2 separate regions of the Vulpes vulpes genome follow, and region 2 is linked to region 1. A link is a contact called in public Hi-C data. All regions are on one chromosome and are shown on one strand. Each heading gives the region's core, a stretch centred on a gene start, on an enhancer-like site or on the middle of the called end of the contact. The rest is flanking DNA. Distances are from core to core; before and after follow the strand shown. Region 1 holds the start of ATG10 (autophagy related 10). Region 2 holds the start of SSBP2 (single stranded DNA binding protein 2).

Region 1 (4,395 bases), core at 729-3,228:
CTTTTTAAGTTATAAACATGATTCGCACAAAGCCAGTCTGTGGCAGAGATTTACTGGACTCATGATGAAGGAGCGAGCTGAATGGGGTCAAAGTCTTAAAAATCAAAAATAAATAAATAAAATTAAAATTTTGGCAATAGGGCAATGAAACCACAATCTTCAAGGGTATTTTTTTTTCTCTCCCAGTCAGGAATAATTTGCATTTCCAGTTAAAAAATAAATAACTAGGGCAGCCCGGGTGGCTCAGCGGTTTAGTGCCACCTTGGGTCGAGGTCATGATCCTGGAGACCCGGAATCGAGTCCCAAGTCGGGCTTTCTGAGTGAAGCCTGCTTCTCCTTCTGCCTGTGTCTCTGCCTCTCTCTCTCTCTCTGTGTGAATGAATGAATAAAATCTTAAAAATAAATAAATAAATAAGTAAGTAAGTAAGTAAGTGCTGGGCCTGAGCCCTGACCAACACAAAGTCGAGCAAGGGCACAGTGCCCTAGATGACGGATTCACCCGCAGGTGGGCCTCTCAGGCATGCAGGGCTCCCTTCTCAACTATCCTGCTACTTTTCCTCGATGTTTGTAAGCTTTGCCATCGCAGATGTTCGCGCCGCTAAATGCGTCGACTACGCCCCAATCCGTGACTTCAGACGCTACGCGTGGAGGGGTTATCCGGGAGACGCAGGGCTGCCGGCTGTGAATGCCAGCCAGCCATCCCTCCCAGATTCTCACGGAGTCCGAAACCCCTCCAAGTTGAGCGGGCCTGGGCGTCGGGGTCACCGCGGGTCACCGAGCAGCCTTTGTTCCCGGGTCCCCGCGGGCGCCGGAGCCCGGTCAGCGCGACCCCGCCGCCCCGGCAGCCCGCTCCGGGGCCCCGCCTCCGGGTCTTTGTTCGGGGTTGGCTGCCTGCCGCCCCCGCGCCGCCCTCGGCTGCGGGAGGCCCGTGCGGCGAGCGGCGCGGGCGACGGGGGCCGACGGGGGCCGCGCGAGTACTCACCCCGCTCCGCTCGGCCCCTGACCCCGCCGCCGGCCTAGCGCAGGCGGGGCCGCGGGCTGGGGGAGGGGAGCCGGGGCGGTGCCCAGCGCTCTGCCAGCGGCCGTCCGGCCAGCGGGCCCGGGCGGGGGGGCGACGGGCGGGCTCCCGGGGGCCACGGACGCCTCAGCACAGGACGGGAGCGAACGCGCCTACAGCCCGCAGCGGGTAGGCCCTGCCCTCCCTTCGCCACAGCCGCCGCGGCGACCGACGCGGAGCATGCGCACCAGCGCCTGCCGCGCCCCCTGGGCCTGGCTCGCGCGGGGGAGGGGCTGACGTCGCAGGCCGCGCGCGCAGGACTCGGGCCAGGGGGCGTGGCCTCGCAGCAGCCCCGGCCCCCGCGAGCCGAGGCCCCGCCCCCAGCCCAGCGCCGCCGGAAGCGAGCCGTGGCCGCGCGCCCCGCGAGCACGAGGGCGGCCGCCCGTGCAGGTGCCGCGCCGTCGCCACCTGTCCTTCCAACAAATAGCCACATACCTGGAAAACCAGTGAGTGACTGCTGGAGACGGGTCGGAGCGAGAACCTTCTCCGAGGTTGGAGTCCTAGCCGGCCGGCGTCCGTGCACGCGCTGAAACTCCTGTAAGCGCCTCAGCCACCAGTCACAAACACGGCTCCCTCCTTTGACCTAAGGACCCAGATAGACGGTAGCAGTTCGAGAGTTCCAGTAGTACCCTCTGGGGCACGTACCTCAGGAAAAAAAAAAAAGAAAGAAAAAACAGCAGAATTAAAATGGGGATGGGGGGGCGACTGTGGGGTAAAGACCACAGAAAAACGTAGAAGTAACTGTGGTAATCGAGCTGAAAGACTGAAAATGCAACAGCCGACATCTGAGGGGAAACTAGCATCTGCTCCTTGTAACACAACAGAATTAAATTTGTGTGGGAAAAAAAAGCGTAGCGAGTTGAAGACGTGAAAGGAAAACCTGCCTTCAAGCGCACGGGGCTCGGTTATGATCTTGTACCACAGTTACGTAAGAGGTCACCCCTGGGGAAAGCGAGGTGACGGATACGCGAGGTTCGGCACTATTTTTGCAGTCTCTTGTGAGTCTGTAATCATTTCACGATAAAAAGTGCTTAAAAAGGGACAGAGCACTGATCAATGGTGACCAGAGAAAGGGGTTGACTAAAGAAGAGCTTAAGGAAATTTGGGGGAGGGGGAATGATGGAACTGTTCGATAATTTAATTGTGTTAATGATTACACCTTTTTGGGTTTTTTTTTAAAGATTTTATTTATTCATGAGAGACACAGGTAGAAGAAGAAGCAGGCTCCACGCAGGGAGCGCAATGTGGGACACGATCCTGGGACCTCGGGGTCACGCCCTGGGCCACCCAGGTGTACCCTGATGACACCGTTTTTTGCTGGACAAAATTCATAACAGGGATAGATTTTACTGCATGTAAAATAAAACTCAAAAGATAGGGCTAGTAAGTGAACTTCCTAACATGTTTGAGTAACTGTGGATATAAATGAATTTGATAGTTGCCAATTAAAAACAATTCACAAGCTTTTTTTTTTTTTTTTTTTTTTTTTTTTTTTTTTGGTACAAGGAAGTGAGTTCTGAGTGAGAACTTTAGTGAATGGGTATTTCCTTCGACTTTAAACGGTTCCTCAAAAACCATAAAACTTTCACATACAGAAATAAGAATGGGGCAGCCCCGGTGGCGCAGCGGTTTAGCGCCGCCTGCAGCCCAGGGCCTGATCCTGGAGTCCTCGGATCGAGTCCCACGTCAGGCTCTCTGCATGGAGCCTGCTTCTCCCTCTGCCTGTGTCTCTGCCTCTCTCTCTCTCTCTCTGTGCATCTCTATGAATAAATAAATCTTAAAAAAAAAAAAAAGAAGAATGCATTGCTTGGCATCGTATCCAATAATCTAGAAACACTTTCATGCATCAATACCATGTTAACAAAAAACAAGTTTTTTGCACCTGAGATGTTTTTAAGTGTCATAATCCACCTGCCAAAACCAAAGAAACAGAGCAAGATAAATCAGGTAACTTCTATATACTTCCTTTCATCATATCACTCTTGACAAGAAACAGCCCTGGCCTGTTTAGGTGTTTACCCTACAACACTTCAGAGTGCTTTTGGGCAGAGTCTGTCATCAGTGCATAGCCAGCCTCCGGCAGAGTTCCTCACTAGTAATAAGTATTTGTGGAGTAAAACATTGATCACAAAAAGAGAAGGAAGCTAAAATTTGAGAACCCACCATAAGCCAGAAGCTTAGTTGAGTTTAGCTAACCATGTAATAACCACACAAGATAACCATTTTATAGATATGAAAACTGAGACTAACAATCAATTCCCTTTCATTCCTTGTTTCATTGGATTTCTCAGTTTTATTTGATCATGTTAATCACATCTACAAAGTCTTGCTTCCCTTAGCTCCCATAAATCCACAGTCCCCTGATTCTCCTTTGAGCTCCCTTGACCACTCCTTTACTTAACCTCATAGGCTTAGGTTTGTCCATCAGATGTATATTAATTCACAATAACCTTTAAGGAGTATGGTCCAAGAATGGGACACAAGTCTAAAGTTGCATGGTAGGGGCACCTGGGTGGCTCAGTTGCTTAGGCGTTCAACTCTTGGTTTTGGTTCAGGGTCCTGGGATCAATCCCTGGTCAGGTTGGGCTCCCCACTCAGTGGGGAGTCTGCCTGAAGATTCTCTCCCTCTCCCTTTGCCCCTCTCTTTTGCTCATATGCTCTCTCTCTCTCTAAACTAAAACCAAAAATCTTTAAAATTACATATTACATATTAAAATGTCATATTTTCTCTAGTCAGTTCGTATCACTTGTACTTATTGATAACTTATTGAAAACTCATATCCCATGGGCCACCAAGATACGAGGAAGGTAGGAAATGTAGTCTCTAGCTAAGTAGTCCAGGGTTCAGTCAAACCTTGACAGAATGGGATTATTTTATTATTAAAAGGAAGAAGGGCAGAATGGATATTGGGGAGAAATAGCTCTCTCTGCTGCAGCTTATAGAGGGCACATCTCTTTCACCATCCTCCAAGAGGTTCTCAGGGAAAGATAAACTATATAAAAGAAAAAAGTTAGGAGAGGTAATCTGATTGGATGGCAGAAATAAGAAACATAAACCTGTTTGTACATAGCATCTATCTAAAAAAGTGAAAGAAGAAAATTATAGTTTGGCAAAACTATAGAGACAGTAAAAGGATCAGTGGTTGCCAGAGATTGGGAGAAGGAATATGTGGAGCATACAGCATTTTTAGGACAACAAAACTATCATTTTTGATACTGAAATGGTGAGTATATGACATTATGCTTTAGTGAAAATCTATAAACTTATACAGCACAAAGAATGAATTCTAGTATAAACTATGGACTTAAGTAACAATCTACCAATACTGCTTCATCAG
Region 2 (4,395 bases), core at 1,198-3,697, 180 kb after region 1:
GAATCGCCTGGAGCTTACAAAAAATAACAGATGCCTGGGTCCATCCACAAAATTTCTTAGTGAGTTGGTTTGGGGTGGGGGGTCCCAGATCTTGTATTTTAAACAAAAGCCAACTAAAAACAAATCCTCCTAGGGTAATTCTAATGTGCCATGACTAAGAACAATAGAGAACCTCAATACTAGTGCAAGGATGAGAACTAATTTGTTATTTAGATAACAGTACAAAGCCTACTCTTGGTCTTTAATGGAAAACTTACCTTAGTCCAAGTGTGGGCAGGAGCATGGATTAGCAGCTGCCATAGCTCTGTCTTTGACAACATTCTGTAAGCGTCACTTTTAGGGAGTATTCTGTGGGTCATGATCCTTGAGATGCTGATAATTTTCTGGGTTAAAGCCAATGAAGATTGATAACTGAACAACAAATGACATATGGTAACTCTGAAGGTAGAGTCTATAAACAGTGGTAGCCTTATTCATATCTGAACATTTTGAGCAGAAGTTCATCAAAAGACTTACTCACTCAGCATCACTACTTCCTTCTGAGTCCATGAATGCCATGTCTCCACCACCAAATCACCGTGGTTCACTGTAAACTGAAAGAGGGATTTTGAAATAGAAATGACAAATGACTTCTCATGGAAACTAATCAGCTTAAGCCTAAGTGATTTTTTTTTCATTTTCTTCATCCTCACTTCCATGGGTTGGATTTTTGTCCTTTTAATAAGGACACTTTTATTTTGCTTGAGTCTTTCTACCATAATGTCAGTCCTCTATTGTTTTTGCCATCTTCTTTTGCTATCATATTGTTTTCTTCATTTAATCTTATGTCTTTTATTCTTTCCTATCTTTCTACTTTTTCCAACTAAAAAAATTCTCTAACACTAGAATAGCAGTCCCTTTTTCATTTTCCCCCAGGTTTTGATTTATGTTTGGTTACCAACCCCTTTTCTCAGTCTCTCTCTTTCTTACTAACTGCCCTTCCTTAACCTTCTGTTGATGTTTCATTCCTATCATTTGCTGTGGCTGGCCATATAAACCCATTTCTTTCCATTCCATTTATCCCTATAGCTCCATGTGCATTTTTAGGGTGCTACTACTAAAAGCGTAAACCTCTATGTGAGAAATAGAAAGGTAGCTCTCCCAATCTACATCCTATTTTCCCTCCCTCCCATAGCCGTTCCATGTCTATTCATCTGTTCCTGATGTCTCCTCAGTCTGACCCCCACCTGCAACCCCTCTTCCTCTGTCATTCCCTATTTGATGCCCATGTCTTCTTTCTAACCCCATTTGCACTCTGTCTGATTTTGCATCCAAGGATCTCCACAAGATAAAGGATGGAGTTCTATCGGGAGCCAGATTGTGTCTCTCGAAAACTTTCTGCACATCTATTGAAACGGGATTAGGGGCTTTGATCCTGAAATATTCCTAGGCAAGCCTGTCTGCTGTGGCACAACTTTGCCCACCTTGGAGGAGGGCTGGGGCCTACTCCGATGGACGAGGGCAGGGGTGTCTTTAAAGGCCTTTAGTGGCCCTTTCCACTTCGAAGGTTGGCAAAAGTGGGCATCGCCCAAGCAAGGCTGGAAAAGCAGAGCAGGTGGGGATGCCTGGAGCCCTGTCCTGGGGCGCCCGGCCCGGCAAGGCCCGGCCGGGGAGTGCTGCGCGGGTGCCCCGGGGTCGGGGCTGCGGGGCCCGCCGTCCGGGGAGGAGGCGCACCCCGGGGGAGGCGAGGCAGGCCCGAGGCCGGGTGTTCCCCGGGGAGGCAGGGCGCGGCCCCCGGGGCGAGGCGACGCCACCCCCGCGGCGCCGGGCCCAGGCCCTCCCCGGGAGGAAAGGCGAGGCGCCCGGGAGGCTCCCGCAGGAGGTCGAGGGACCCGCGCGACCGTCCCTCGCCAGCCGGGCCCCTGGGAGCCGGGCGGGGGCGGGGGGGACGACACCCCAGGGAGCAGGGCTGCGGGCGGCAGAGGTCACCCCAGGGTACGGGCGCGGGTCGCAGGCAGCAGGGGCGCGGGGCCGGGGGCGGGCGGGGGCTCCCCCGAAGGCTGGGGCCGCAGGTCTGCCCGCCCAGCCGCCGGGCGCCCCGAAGTCTGGGGCCGCCGCGGCTCCAGCTCCGCCGGCTCCTCCCGGCGACTCCAGGCCGCACTTTCCCCTCCTCCCGGCGCCTTCTCTCCAGTGAGGAGCCGAGCGCGGGCGGCGCGGGGGGAGGCGCGGCGGCGGAGGGAACAGCCAGTTGTTTAAAATCCTTCTAGAGCAGTTTCTAATTCCCCCCTTGCGCCGGGGTTCGGAGGGGGAGGGGGGAAAGAGAGCGGGAGGAGGGAGGAGAAGGGAGCGGGAAGGAGGGAGGGCGCCCGGGAGGGAGGGAGGGAGGAGCCTGCCGCTCAGGCTGGAGCCGCCGCCGCGCGCCCGGCGGGCCGGAGGGAGGGGAGGGCTGTCAGTCTCGCGCGTTGCCCGGGCGAAGGGGGCGGAGCTCCGGCGTGGGGCGGCCAATGGTGGGGGTGGCTGCGTGGGTCGCCATGGGGACGGGGCTGTTCCCGGGGAGGCTGTGATGGGTTGACAGGTGCGTGACAGTGGGAGCTGCTCTCGGCACAAGCATGTACGGCAAAGGCAAGAGTAACAGCAGCGCCGTCCCGTCCGACAGCCAGGCCCGGGAGAAGTAAGTGTCTCCGCTTCTCACCCACCTCCGCCTGCACACGCGCGCACACACACGCACGCACTCGCACACTCTCGGAGACACGCAGACCCAGACGCTCTCGGCCCGGGGAGAGCCGGGGGTGCGCCGGCAGGGGGAGGGGTGCGCGAGGCTGGGGGCGCGCGGGGCGGGGAGCGGCTGCCTCCCGGGAGGTGCCCGCGGGGGGCTGCGGGCGGGCGGGCGGGGGCGGCGCTGCTGCGGCGGAGGGAAACTTGTTTGGGTGACGGGGGGAATAACCCGCGGGCTCGCCTCCGCGCAAAGTAACTTTAGAGCCGGGGTCCGGGGCTGCGGGGACCCGGCGCGCTGCCCAGGGCGGCGGGGAGGGCGGGAGGGCGCAGCTGCGCGGAGCGGGGCTCGCGGCGGGGGCGGGGGCGTCCGGAGGGCGGGCGCGGCGGGCGGCGGGAGCGGCGGGAGCGGCGGGAGCGGCGCGGCGCCGGGCTTCGCGGCCGGGATCGCGGGCGAGGCGAGGCGAGGCGAGGCGAGGCGAGGGCGGCGGTGCCGGGCGCGCGGCGGGCGGAAGCGGGGCGCGGAGCGGCCGAGCGGGGCCCCGCGGGGCGCGGAGACGCGCGTGCGGGCGTCGGGCTGTCCGCGCGCGGAGGGGCCGCCGGCGGCCGCGGTGCCCGGTGCCCCGCGGGGCGGGCTGGTGGGCGCCGGCGGCGCCGCTGAAGTTTGGGGGCCCGGGACGGGTCGGGTTCCCGGGGAGGCCGAGCGTGCGGGCGGGCGGCGGGAGGCGCCGGGGCGGGCCGCTGCTCCTGCCCCCGGCCGGCACGCCCCACTCTCCGCCGCGGCCCGAGAACTTTTTTTGGAGACTTGGTGCCTGGCAGACGCCGGGGGCCGCGGGGACGGCGGGGGGCCCCCGCGGGGCGGCGGCGTGGGGGTCCGGGCGCTGCGGCGGCGGGCGGGGGCAGGGCTGGCCGGGGTCGCGGGGGGGCGCCGGGGGCGGGGGGCAGACACAGGTGTGGGCTCGGCTGGGGCCCGGGAGGCGGGCGGGGACGGAGCCCTCCCGGCCGGGATGCTGCCGCGGTCGCGGCGCGCTGCGAAGCGCGGCCGCTGGCTGCTGTGCTCACGTACTTGTAACGGGGATTGGGTTGTTGCTAAAAACGAGAGCGAACCGCGGCGGTGCCCCCCGAGGAAGAGCCCGGCTCTGCGCGCCGCGGGTCGGGGTTCCCGCCGCCCCCGCCCGAGGCTGAGGCCCCGCGCCCCGCCCCGCCTCCGCGAGGGGTTCGCGCTGCGGGAAAGTGAGAGCATCTCTCGGGAGCTACTTTGCTTACCTTGCGCTTGGAAATAGCTGCGTAAATAAAAACCACACACTCCGACAGGCGCGTTTCCCTCCTGCTTTTAGGCACTTGGTAGTCGTCTGAAAGTTTCTTGTGCCCTAGGGATGGGAACATTTCCTAATCTTCGTGTTGGCAGCAACACACAATTCCCATAAGATTTAGGGGTGGCAGGCCTTGCTGTAGCAAAACAAACAAACAAACAAACAAATGTAACGGGGAGATGTTGGTTTGGTTTGGTTTGGTTTTTTTCCAGAGGTATTTTCCGAGGAGCTACCCTTGGGAACTAGTTGATGGGCTGTGAAATACACAAAAGACAAGCAAGATAGCCTGATGAAGAAATAGCAGTTACTAGAACTGAAGTTTTGAAATAACAGCTCAGTTTATGTGCACTAATCATTTGGCTGCATAACCCACCTGATAAGATGAAAAGCA

The links. Hi-C and Micro-C count contacts between places; a contact is called where the count stands out from the background.
Region 2: a Hi-C map of skeletal muscle shows a contact between it and region 1, with 2.5 times the contacts expected there. The contact joins the promoter of SSBP2 here to the promoter of ATG10 in region 1. A contact is called at or near these places in 2 of 3 Hi-C or Micro-C datasets (both in skeletal muscle).

Annotation. Positions count from the first base shown.
Region 1 is chr14:73,317,647-73,322,041 of VulVul3, forward strand. It overlaps ATG10 (autophagy related 10), which reads right to left and starts at 1,979. Exons shown (of 8, transcript XM_025992944.2): 1 at 1,493-1,979.
Region 2 is chr14:73,495,956-73,500,350 of VulVul3, forward strand. It overlaps SSBP2 (single stranded DNA binding protein 2), which reads left to right and starts at 2,448. Exons shown (of 17, transcript XM_025992948.2): 1 at 2,448-2,650. The coding sequence starts at 2,589.